2 separate regions of the Danio rerio genome follow, and region 1 is linked to region 2. The links are chromatin contacts, called in public Hi-C maps. All regions are on one chromosome and are shown on one strand. The core of a region is the stretch at or near the end of the contact, and the rest is flanking DNA. Distances in the headings are between cores, read along the strand shown.

The links. Hi-C and Micro-C count contacts between places; a contact is called where the count stands out from the background.
Region 1: a Hi-C map of embryo shows a contact between it and region 2, with 1.8 times the contacts expected there. The contact joins the promoter of mrpl19 here to the enhancer-like site in region 2. A contact is called at or near these places in 3 of 18 Hi-C or Micro-C datasets (caudal fin, embryo and an unstated tissue) and 2 of 4 datasets of contacts at active chromatin or transcription factors (caudal fin and embryo).

The regions. Positions count from the first base shown.
Region 1 is chr20:28,119,011-28,124,964 of GRCz12tu, reverse strand. It overlaps mrpl19 (mitochondrial ribosomal protein L19), which reads left to right and starts at 3,982. Exons shown (of 6, transcript NM_001003544.2): 1 at 3,982-4,065; 2 at 4,247-4,358. The coding sequence starts at 3,990. It overlaps pfas (phosphoribosylformylglycinamidine synthase), which reads right to left and starts at 3,394. Exons shown (of 29, transcript NM_001045202.1): 1 at 3,316-3,394; 2 at 2,605-2,732; 3 at 933-1,065; 4 at 750-855; 5 at 465-663. The coding sequence starts at 2,728.
Region 2 is chr20:28,040,417-28,046,868 of GRCz12tu, reverse strand. It overlaps itsn2a (intersectin 2a), which reads left to right. Exons shown (of 38, transcript NM_001144800.1): 24 at 107-140; 25 at 244-365; 26 at 1,191-1,287; 27 at 1,430-1,621; 28 at 4,410-4,531; 29 at 5,286-5,392; 30 at 6,002-6,185; 31 at 6,412-6,452. Among named protein-coding and RNA genes, the nearest start is that of fam228a, 18 kb to the right of the region's middle. Within about 2 kb of position 1,493, at least 6 of the 62 cell types and tissues checked have an H3K27ac peak or open chromatin away from gene starts, as enhancers often do.

The DNA of each region.
Region 1 (5,954 bases), core at 2,733-5,232, 76 kb before region 2:
TCCAAACTGCTACTCATTTGGGTTTAGAAAATTATCTATGACCCCTTTTTTAATCATACCAACATTAAAGTGAATCTATTACAAAATAATGGTGTAAACTACAGTCTCTAAATTTGCTGAATCCTAAATATAAAACAATCACTTTCTGGCCATCTGATATTGGGCAGGAATGTATAAACGCTGATCATGATTTTCAAAATTATTACAGCGCTCTCAAAGTGTTCATTAGTACCATTTGTTGAGCCACCCATACAGTCTGAGTATTTGGACGCAGAATAAAGCATTTGGTTTAAATAAAGCCGATTTACTTGCCTCCCAATTAGTAATACCATGGTACACAAAGCAACTTTGTACACTGACACATGTCAAAAAAGTATATTTTTATCATTATTGAGTTATCAGTCTTATTGTTATCACCTTTTTGTGAATGCGAAAGCGATTCAGACTCTAAACATGTGTCTTACCAAGTTCATCATTGGCCTTTTCCAAAGCAGCACGCCCTTTTCCCAGAATGTCCACCTCAAACACATCCTGTGGCCGAATATCAACTGCGAACGATGTGATTGGCTGAGCGTAAATACATTCAGTCATACTGTCATACAAGCATGAAATCAGACTCTCCATCTCTCCGTCCTTCATGCCAACTTTACATCCTTCCTGGGGCTATATGGGGATGAAGAAATAAGAGCTTTTGATTAAAACAAGGGAAAAAACTGTAATGTAAGTCTATTTAAAGCTGCTCTCCTAACCTTGATGAGATGTCTGCGGGAGAGCTCGACTCTCGTCACCTGACTCAGACCTGCACTTTGGCAGATGGATACAGCATTGGTGGACCAAGCAGTGGAGAAGTTCAACCTACAGTGGTCAAGATATAATTGTGAAATAAGCTGTATAAAAATTTTCAGTGACATGCCATGATAATATGATGTTACCTGGGTCCAATCTCCACCAGTCTTGCTCCATGTTCTGCTTTTAGAGTGGGCTCCTCTAACAAACTGACAGAATATGGTGGACTAAACAACCAGCGCAAAATGTCTTTTTGTGCTACACTTAAAGAATCAGGACCTAAGAGAAAAAGAGGAGATACTGATGATGACAATGACAAAAAGAGAAAGTATCATATTCAGTTTTTTAATGCGACTGGCCCGACTACATATGCATTTTTAAGAGTTTTAGTTTCAGATGTAAACTTTATATAAGTTGGATGTATAAATACATTTTTAAAGGTTTACTCTAGTCAATGTTTTTGGTCTTTATGTCAACATTTAATGCCCCTAAAAAGTACAATCCAACTTATTTTGCATTTGAAATGCTTTGATAGCTGCTAAAGGAAAAGCAATGCAGAAACATGTCAAGAGTGTGCTGTAAAAATGTATTCTCCACTTGTGTTTATTTATTTGAACTGCCTGAGAATTAAGTTATCTTAACATATTAGCAAGCCATGTTATTATTAATATGCACTGCTTTTGGTAGATTATTATGGTCATTATAAAGGAGCTGATCTTTGTTTTGTGCAGTCAGTGTTAGTAGATCATCCACAGAGAATCCACTCTCGTCAAGAATTTTGTGAGATAGCATTTTTACTAAATATTGCTTAACTGAACTAGAAAATGACAAATGTTATCTGAGCTGCTTTTTTGTTTCATTTTCGTCAAAACGCTACAACTTTGATCCTATTATTAAATTGAACTAGGGCTGCATGACATTGGAAAAATCTAACATTGCATTCTTTTATTATTTTGCAAGATTTATTGCGATATGAATACAATTTTACCAGATGACTTAATATCTCTATTTGGAAAGAATTAACACTGTTAGATCGATTGGGGTGATTCTGCAGTGCGAGTGCATCTCCATAAAATCTAATAAGCAAATTATAAACATTTTAGGCTCCCCTGACACATTTTCATGGTGTCTGTGCTATTTGCAGTGCATTTCTGTTTTTGGAAGTGTTTTGAGTATGTGTTGCGAGTATTTTCATGCACATGTTTAGTCAGAGATTGATGAATTAATGTTTAGTATTTGCATCTCCATAAAATCTAATAAACAATCTATAAACATTTTGGGTCAACCGACACATTTTCGATGTGGTCTGTGCTATTTGCAGTGCATTTCTGTATTTAGAAGTGTCTTGAGTACTTTTATTGAACAGTATTCAAGTACAGTAACGAAATGATAAAAATAATTCAATAATATTATTCCTAGTTTAAGTCACAAATGGTACAATTTATTAAGCCTGAATGCTTTTTAAAGGTATTATACAATCACAGGCATTAAAAAAAACGCATGCAAATGATTAATTATAATATAAACTTAACATTTCATATCCTGCGATGTGACCATTGGGAATGATCACAATGTGATATTGATCCTGAAACAATCTATTGTGCAGCCCTAAATTGAACTGTATCAACACAGAACTGACGTACACTCAATAAAAACAGTAACATTATGCAGTGTGGTTTAATTAATAATACGAATTAAGCAGAATAATTTAGAAGTTTGAAGCTGCTTTGTAACAATCTATATTGCATAAAGCATTATTTAAATACAACTGTCAACATAGCCACAATAGTTTTTCCATTTTATATGATATTTTCATACCATCCAGCTCTACATTGTAGCAAAGCTCTGTTGTTATAATGACATCTGGATACAGCTGTGCAATCCTTCTTATGGCCCGAGCCTCTCCAGTCTCCTCTGTCCTGTAGAAGCGCACGACAGGCATGATCCTGAAGAAAGACAGAGAAAAAGCATTCATTTAATGCTCTGCAAACCTTTTCCCACTATGCTTACTGTACTTGTATAGCAGGTCCTGTATGTGTGTGCACTGGCTAAATATTTATTAAAATCTCAGCTAACTTTTCAAAGGAAAAACTTATATTGACTTACAAATGTAGTAATTACTAGATCCATAGAGACTTACAATTGCTGACTTCTATATGGAATGAGTTATCAATATGAACTAAGTCAGGGGTCAAACAAATAGTTTGGGTTGCATCAAGGCAGGCAAAAACAGTCTAGTAAGGGCCCGGGGTCACCAATTTAGTTAAAAAATAAAGGCATATACATTTTAATCTCTAAAATAAAGAAATAGTGACACAAACCCGTAAGCATTGTAAACAATACTATTATAATAAGTATTAATGTTAAATCAACAGTGTGGACGAGGTACAGCGAATTACTAACAACCCTTTAGGTGCATAAGTTACTATATCACAGCCACTTTAAATAAATACTGTAAGTTACAAGTAACTAAGCAAACAAAATAAGTTTAGAAGTTTGATGGTTAAAGTTAGTAAGCGAATATCTTACTTCTCTGTGGCTCAAGCAGTCCGCTGGTAGATTCGTCAGTGTTAGATAGTCCACTTTGTGATGGTGTTGTTGACCACCGCAGACAAGGCACACTGATCCACGTGCGTCTTCGGGCTAAACACGAACCTTCCGCCACAAGGATCTCCAAGGATCAGCCCCTCGGCGCATGCGCACAGTTTCATTGATTAAGCCCTAAAAAAACATCACCATTCACACCGTTTTAATATGCAATGCACTACGCTAACATCTAAACGCTACGCTAACTTATTTTACTAAAAAATAAGAATGAGATAAAAAATCGAGCAACATACTAAGATAAATAAATTCATATAAATGAATTAAACACATCGAATCAGTAAGAAAACAATTTAATTAAATAGGATTCAAACAATTAATAAAAACTATTTAATAATTTTAAAACAAATCACACTAAAATGAATAATACATATTTTATTACAAGTTAATAAATGTGTTAATAAATGAAATATATATAATTGATGAATACAAAAATAATCAACAATTATATTAAAATAATGTAATACTTCTTAGTCATATGCAGTAAACTTGTACTGTATTTTGGGTTCCCTTCATCCAGCCATTCACATTCTTCTTTATTGTGGCTAGACAGCCAATCAGAATGTTTCATGTTCACACTCCACTGTCAGAGGTCAAACATGGCGGCGTGCACAAGGAGGGCGAGAGAAATGATGGGCTTGTTACGATTTTTAAGAAATATACCTCAGACTGAGAGTATGTAACTATTACACATTACAAAGTTCATGTTGGTTGATAATAATAGAAGAATGCTAATGACGCTATACTTAAAAAAAACACCACCGACTCTGTGGTAGATTAAAGAGCATACAGATTGTTGTCTGTGCCTGATATTTAAACTAATTTCTACATAAAACATTCTATTGTTCATGTCTAGGGTTTTTGTCGACATCGGTAATGAGACACGCGTCAGATGGACCTTCAAAATTCATCCCTCCGACCAAACCCGTTTTCACAGACAAATCACAAGAAGAGGCATCAGTCCGGCGGTATGTACAATGTGGATATGATTATGCTTTGATTTGCACCATCCTGCTTCTTTAGGTGACACATAATTCATTAGAAATCGGAACATGACAGCCACTAAAACGCCGTTCAGTAGTATTACAGCAAATATGTAACAAAACAATCTTGTCAGATGTGTGGTTTAAGTCAAAGTCAGCTTTATTGTCAAATCAACTACATGTACAGGATATAAAGAGAATCGAAATTGCCTAGATGCCAAACGTGTAATATTAATGTAAAAAATAGAATTATTGTTGTTATTTTTTGAAACAAAAAATACAATTACAGATATATTATAATCTAAGAATATAAGTGAAAATAAACATTTGTAAACAATACAATTACACTTAAGGGCATATGACAAGGAGTGCAAACCAGAGTTGTGCATATGCAAACCCATATATAGTGCAAACTGAGAAATTGAGGTAAGAAACGGAGGTAAAGTTGGTTTTACATTTGCACATTCAGACTTTCATCTTAATATAATTTCAGAAAAGTATTCTGTGCAATTGGGTCATCATATTATCGACCATTTCCCTATACTGGGTTGCAGTGGGAAGGGCATCCACAGTGTAAAACATATGCTGGAATAGTTGGCTGTTATTTCCGCTGTGGCGATCTCTGAAATAGAGACTAAGCTGAAGAAAATAATTGAATGAATATTATCAGCCAATAATAATGAAAAGTATAACGTTGTTCACAGTCAGTTAAATAGTGCTAATGTTTTGAAGTCATTATTACATGCGGTTTCACACTAAATAATCAAAGTACCAAAGTAAACAATGTACGGACTGTTTCTTAAGTTGACATTGAACTAATATGTGTATCTTAATGTTCAAGAACAATACTTTCTTGACGAATATCTTGACAGAATAGTACTAATTTATAATACTAATTCAATGCAATTTAAAATATTTATACTTTGCCACTTGATTTTGTCCATTTGTCAGAATTTTTATCTTACCCATATTGTGATTTTTTTAATTTTTTTTATTTAAAGTTAGGTGAAACATTAGAAACATCACTTGCATTAATATTCATTTAGTCAATTTCTTTTTGGCATAGCCCCTTTATTAATCAGGGGTCGCCACAGCGAAATGAACCGCCAACTCATCCAGCATATGATTTACACAGCGAATGTCCTTCCAGATGCAACCCAGTACTGGGAAACAATCACACACACTTGCATTCAAACACATACACTATGGCCAATTTAGCTTATTCAGTTCACCTATAGCGCATGTCTTTGCACCGTGGGGGAAACCGGAACACTTGGAGAAAAACCCACACAAACGTGTGGAGAACATGCAAACTCCACACAGAAATGCCAACTGACCCAGCCAGGGTTCAATCCAGTGACCTTCTTGCTGTAAGGCAACAGTGCTTTCCACTGAACCACTGTATCACCTAATATGCATTTACTATATTACTATTTTTGATTTACTATAATCATACATTTAATCAATATAATATTAATTAAAAAAATATGCAAATGTTGCCTCTTATGGATATTACTGTCAGTTGTGTAATGTATGATTCACACGTTTAGCTACTTTGGTCTTTCACTTTTTAACATTAAA
Region 2 (6,452 bases), core at 244-2,743:
TCGTTTAAAATTGTTTCGAAATAAGTTGCTATGTTAAGCATTAATACAGTAGACATTTATGATGGCATGTAATGCTTTAATGCTCACTGCATTATTATTGTTTTAGACTGCCAGTTCTGCAGTTCCCAGTAAAAAGCCAGGTGAGATTTAAGAGCATTGTTACAATCACAGCAAAATAAAGATCACAGCGAGCTCTTTGACATTTGTAAACATGATTAATGTGTGCTTTTTATTGGTCTTCAGAAATTGCTCAGGTGACTACAGTCAGTCCTGCAACAACACCAGAGCAGCTGAGTCTGACACCTGGCCAGCTGATCGTGGTGCTGCATAAGAACTCAAACAGCTGGTGGCTTGGTGAACTACAGGTCAGCACATCACTTTACCTAACCGTATGTCTATTGTGCATTAAAGTGTTGTTGTACACTTAAATACAGTGTTTTATACTTGGTGCATTTAATTGTTGTGAATATATGCCATCTAGTGGAGAATTACATAGTGTGCCTTTACTAAACTGGTTAAATTATAACTTAAGTATATTTGTGTGAGTATTAAGTAACAGGTACAGTTGAAGTCAAAATTATTAGCCTTACTGTGATTTTTCTTTTCTTTTTTCTTTTTCAAATATTTCACAAATGAGATTTAACAGAGCAAGGAAGTATTTCCTATAAAAAATTGTCTTGTGGAGAAAGTCTTTTTGTTTTAATTATAATTGAAAAATAAAAATATAAGTAGTTTTTAATAATAATAAAAAAAAAAACATTTTAGGGTCAATATTTTTAGCCCTCTTAAGCAATATTTTTTCCATTGTCTACAGAACAAATCATCCTTATATAATGATTTACCTAATTACCCTAACTTGACTAATTAACCCAGTTAAACCTTTAAATTGCTCTTTAAACTGAATACTAATATCTTGATAAATATCCTGTGAAATATTATCTACTGTCATCATGGCAAAGAAATCAGTGATTAGAAATTAGTTATTAAAATTATTATTTTTAGAAATTAACCATTAAATTATTCTGTTCTGTTAAACAGACATTGTGGATAGCAATATACCGGGGGGATAATAATTAAGGAGGGATTATAATTCTGACTTCAACTGTATGTTTAGTGAGTAAAAAATATTATCGTAAGAATAATAACAATATAAGTCACTAGAGTTTTAAAAATAATGTCTGTGCTTGTAGGCACGGGGTAAGAAGCGTAAAAAGGGCTGGTTTCAATCTTCTAATGTCCGATTACTGGAGGCCAACAGCGGCAAAATAACACCTGCACCTCAACCATGTAAGACACACAAACACACTCACAGCACACTTTTTCATTCATGCTTTTGTGTGCAGTGGTGTCACTGTTGTTTTGCCTTCTCTGTCCCATTCTACTCCATCCATCCATTCTTCTCTCTGTTTTTCTCCTCTTCCCCCTGTAGTGTGTCAGGTTATTGCAATGTATGACTACAAAGCAGCCAATAAGGACGAGATGAGCTTCCAGAAAGGTCAGCTGATCACCGTACTGAACAAGGACAACCCTGACTGGTGGAAAGGAGAGGTCGCAGGGGTCACAGGGCTGTTTCCAACTAATTATGTGAAGATGACCACAGAATGTGATCCAAGCCAGCAATGTGAGTACTATTAGAGCTGCTTTATTAGTTTCAGTTCGAGTTCAGAAGTGTTTGTTTGTACAGTAGGCAGATTATGAGGATTGGAATAGGTTAATCAAAACTGAAATAAAAGAGTGTTGGCATGGAAGCCTGCTTCTCTCATACTGTAAACATTTTTCACTCACAGTTTAGTGAGATAAAAATGGACATTGTGAGATATAAACTTAAAATTCAGAGACATACAGTAAACACATAGTTGTGCAAAACAAAAATATTACATTTTTATATCTGTTTATGTCTGAAAATTCAGTTTTTTCCTCAGTTTTTTGAATTTACATCCACTCATGTGACTATTTTTCTCAGAATTGTGATTTTATTGTGAGTTCTTGGGCTTTCTTGCAATTCTTGACTGTATATCTCACAATTTTGACTCATATTTAGTGGGTGAGATGTTGAGAGAGATATATTTGGCTATAGTCTATCTTCTATCTATCTATCTATCTATCTATCTATCTATCTATCTATCTATCTATCTATCTATCTATCTATCTATCTATCTATCTATCTATCTATCTATCTATCTATCTATCTATCTATCTATCTATCTATCTATCTATCTATCTATCTATCTATCTATCTATCTATCTATCTATCTATCTATCTATCTATCGTTTTCTAATATGTACTCTCTATCCATTTCTTCATTATTCATTCTCCCCTCTGCCCTCATCTTCTGTCCTCCTTTCTTTTTTCTTGTCATTCGCCTCATTTGTGCTTTATTGTAGGATGATAGCTCTGGCCAATGCTTCCTCTTCCTCTCTTTTCTTGGCCAATCAGAACACAGCTCTGGTCCACGATGCAGCCTCAAGACTCAGCCTTGACTAGATTTCTTTGGATTTATCCCCTCCCCTTCAGCTTTTTCTGTTTAAACTATGCTAAAAATGAAAACAAACACATCTGTTTGTTTCCACTGGCTTTCAGACATATATATTGTTTTCTGTTAAGTTGGGACATTTTAGACGCCACTGCTTTTTTCTCTCATTTTTTTAAATGGGTAAAATAAAGGGAAATCTCATGAGATACTGAATTTTCCTTAAACATCTTTTAAAAATAATACTTCTCCATACTATGTAAAGTATTTTTCTATTTTAAAGTATAAATAGATATTTGCAGGAACTAAGCTGCCAAAATGGCTCCTTGGATTTCTGATGTAATAAAAAAGAACCTAGTACCTTTCGCAATTGTCTATTGTGTGTTCAGTAACTCGATCTGCCCATTATCAAAGTGGTAAGGAGAATGAAGATCAATATTACCAGTATCTCATACATACACACACACACACACACACACACACACACACACACACACACACATATTGGTATTGATAGTTTACAAGGATTCTCCATAGGCGTAATCAGTTCTTAATTTGTAAATGAATAATTCCTGGAACGGTCTTTGATTATTTTGTGCCATATAACGTTATAGGTCAGTTATGTAGCTACAAACATAAATTGTTTGAATAATTTCACTATTATGTGCAAAGTGAAAAAAAAAAAAAACAATTAAATGACTCACTTAGTCTTGAGATCGCTTTGCTTCTGTCTCACGCTATCCTGATCCAATTGCGCAGTTTCATCTTCTCAAGATCTTTAGATCAGGCTCATCAGATTTACTTGTGGTTTTAAAAAATGAAAGTATGCTTGACTGCCTCTTTTCCATTTTGAAAATACAAATATTATTTAGGTTGGCCACTATGCCATTAGTTAATTTCACTGCTCACTGCTTGCGAAACAATTACCAACCAATAAGAGTAATTATAAACATAAGTAAGCCGATTGGCTGAAAATATTGTTGAGGGTCTATAGCTATACGTGCCTTCTGCTTTAACATGCACATGGTGACTACCGTTATGTGTGTATGCACACAATCCACACAACCTTGGCTTGCACTCCTTCACATTCTCTCTCTCTCTCTTACGCACACACACACAGACACACACACACACGTAGGTATTAACCATGCACAAGTTAAAATAAATACCGGAACTCAGAACATGAATATCAGACTTCTCCTGGAACAGGATCCGGCAAGAAGCTTAAATTAAGCACTGGGTGTAATATATTTTATACTGTAATGCATCTAATTATATGACCCTAACCGTACCCTAAACCCAACCCCCACTGGAAACCTGTGTAAAATTTAGAATGTCAAATGACACCATTAAGTATGATTTTAAGCATTTTGAATTATAAGGACATCAGACATGTCCCTGTAAACCACCATAATAGAGAACAACTTTAGTCATAACCATGCCATCATACAAAAACTTGCCCTTGTAACCCACCAAAACCAGTACACATACACGCACACTTTATGAACATGCTAACATTTTAGATGGACCACAAAATAAAAAAAGTTTTAAAAAATAAACATTTGACATGGCTACTCTTGAATTACCCTTTTCGTCATTACTGTTCGTTACATCAGCACAATCGTATGTTGTAGATCACGAGAATGTTAGTCTGCCTCTTTGTTCTAGTCAACAGAACTGAAGACCAGTAACACATGTTGCCCTCATGTTTGACCAGCTATGCAGCTCACAGTTGTGATCTTAAAGATCTTAGAGACGTCGCTCTAAATGTCTGTGCTCTGGTGCATTTTTTTCTGTGGGGTGAATTCACAATTACATGAAACAGAATTTTCTGGAATAAAGTTTTCAGCTGTGAGATCCTGTAGTGATCTGGTTTGCTGATGATTGCTCGTTCCTGTATGTGTGTGGGTGTTTGCGTGTTTTTCTTTGTGTGAGTAGGGTGTGCTGACCTGCTTAGTTTAGACTCTATGTGCACTGAGGAGAGGAAGAGGCAAGGCTACATCCATGAGCTCATTCAGACAGAAGAGTCTTACCTGGAGGACCTGGAGCTGGCAGTGGAGGTGAGCCAACAGACAATTGAAAGTGCCCCATTATGCTTTTTTGGATATTAACTTACATTTAGTGCATAAAATAGCTGTTTCTGAATGAAAAGTGTCTGCCAAGATTCAAAGATCAATGTGTCACTACTTTCCAAAAAATACAGATTCTGAACTGTTGTAGAACGACAGTACTTCAAGTGTAGGTTAATGGATTAGCATAATGCTAAGCCATCGTCCTTATTGGCTGCCTGTGAACAACTTCTACCCTCAAACACTGTCATTTTTCTAAGGACATATTGAGTTTAGTTTGGTTTGTCGACATGTTTAGAAGATGCTGTTTTCTGTGCTACAAAAGCAAATCCACTTTGTACACAATTGAAATACTGAGGCTAGAATTGATTTGATAAAACAATGCCATTCTTACTGTTTATAATATGTATACAGTAATAAGTGTTACAGTATCTGCAGCTAAAGTCCAAATATGTTATAGGTTTATTACAGTTATCTATTTTAACAACACAGACTAATCCATCAGAACAGTTAGTGCACAGCAGACTTTCAGACTCGATCTTCAAACTGTTCTAGACACTGTGAGAAAAATGCCTCATGCTTTTTGTACTTTGGATTGATTTAACGTAGTGTAGAAGATCTCGAAAATATTAAGTGAGGAACCTTAGCAGCACAACATGGCATTTTCATTTTCTATATTTACCTCATGACTGCTTTGTTTGACTTTAAATAAATGTGTTTATTTGCTGCGTGTGTGTAAATTCAGGTGTTTTATAAGCCAATGGCAGAGTCGGGACGGCTGACCGAGGCTGAGATCAGCATGATCTTTGTGAACTGGCGTGAATTGATCATGTGCAGCACCAAACTCCTAAAGTGAGTCCACATTGACCCCTAGAGTCTAGCTCAGAATCTGCAGCTGCTGTATGCTGGCTCATAGTTTGGGAACTTGTTAAACAAGTTAAAGACTTCTGGAAAATCATGCATCTTATTCAAATGAAAATGAAGTAAATATATTGATAAATAAAATATATGAGCAAAATAATTCAAGATAGCATAAAGTAACTGAATGAACTCAAGTAGGAGAAATAAATGCAGAAGTAAATATTGTATTGCATTTAAGCATTCACTTTTAGTAACTTTGAGTATTTTATGTGAAAATAATGATAAAAGAGTTCAATTAAAATGTAATACATATTACATGAATACTAACAGAGATAAACGAATAACTTGCGTAGATTAACAATAATTACATAAGCAGTATCTACGTAGGCAGTTAAATTAATTTACATTTGTTACTACATTTTAAAACCTCTTTGACTAATTTAAATGGTTTCCAAAAGTGACTCACTGATATAGCATTTCATAGTTCAAGCTCATTTTAATTTGTTGGTAAACAACAGCAAATGTGTTCATTATACAGAATGTACGAATGTCTGAGCAGGCGTGATATGTGATATTGTATGTGTGTGTGCATATTTACAGAGCTCTGCGTGTGCGTAAGAAGACAGCAGGTGAGCGAATGCCCGTGCAGGTGGTTGGTGATATCTTGTCCTCTGAGCTCTCTCACATGCAGGCTTACATTCGCTTCTGCAGCTGCCAGCTCAACGCAGCTGCTCTGTTGCAGCAGAAAACAGACAAATCACTCGACTTCAAACTCTTCCTCAAGGTCAACACACTGACACACATTCTACTGCTTCCAGACAGATGTGTAGTGTTAGTACGGGTCTGGTTAATAACAATTTTGGGTTTAATTTAAAGGTTGTTAGGACCAGTTTCCTGAAGTCCAACCACTTGTTTTTGTGACTGTTGCATTGTTTTCCGTAGTTGTCCACAAGATGGCGATATGACATTAACAGGACTCTTCTGTCTTTTTCTGCTTCTCATCTCTGTAGAAAATTGCCAGTAATTACCGCTGTAAAGGAATGCCACTGTC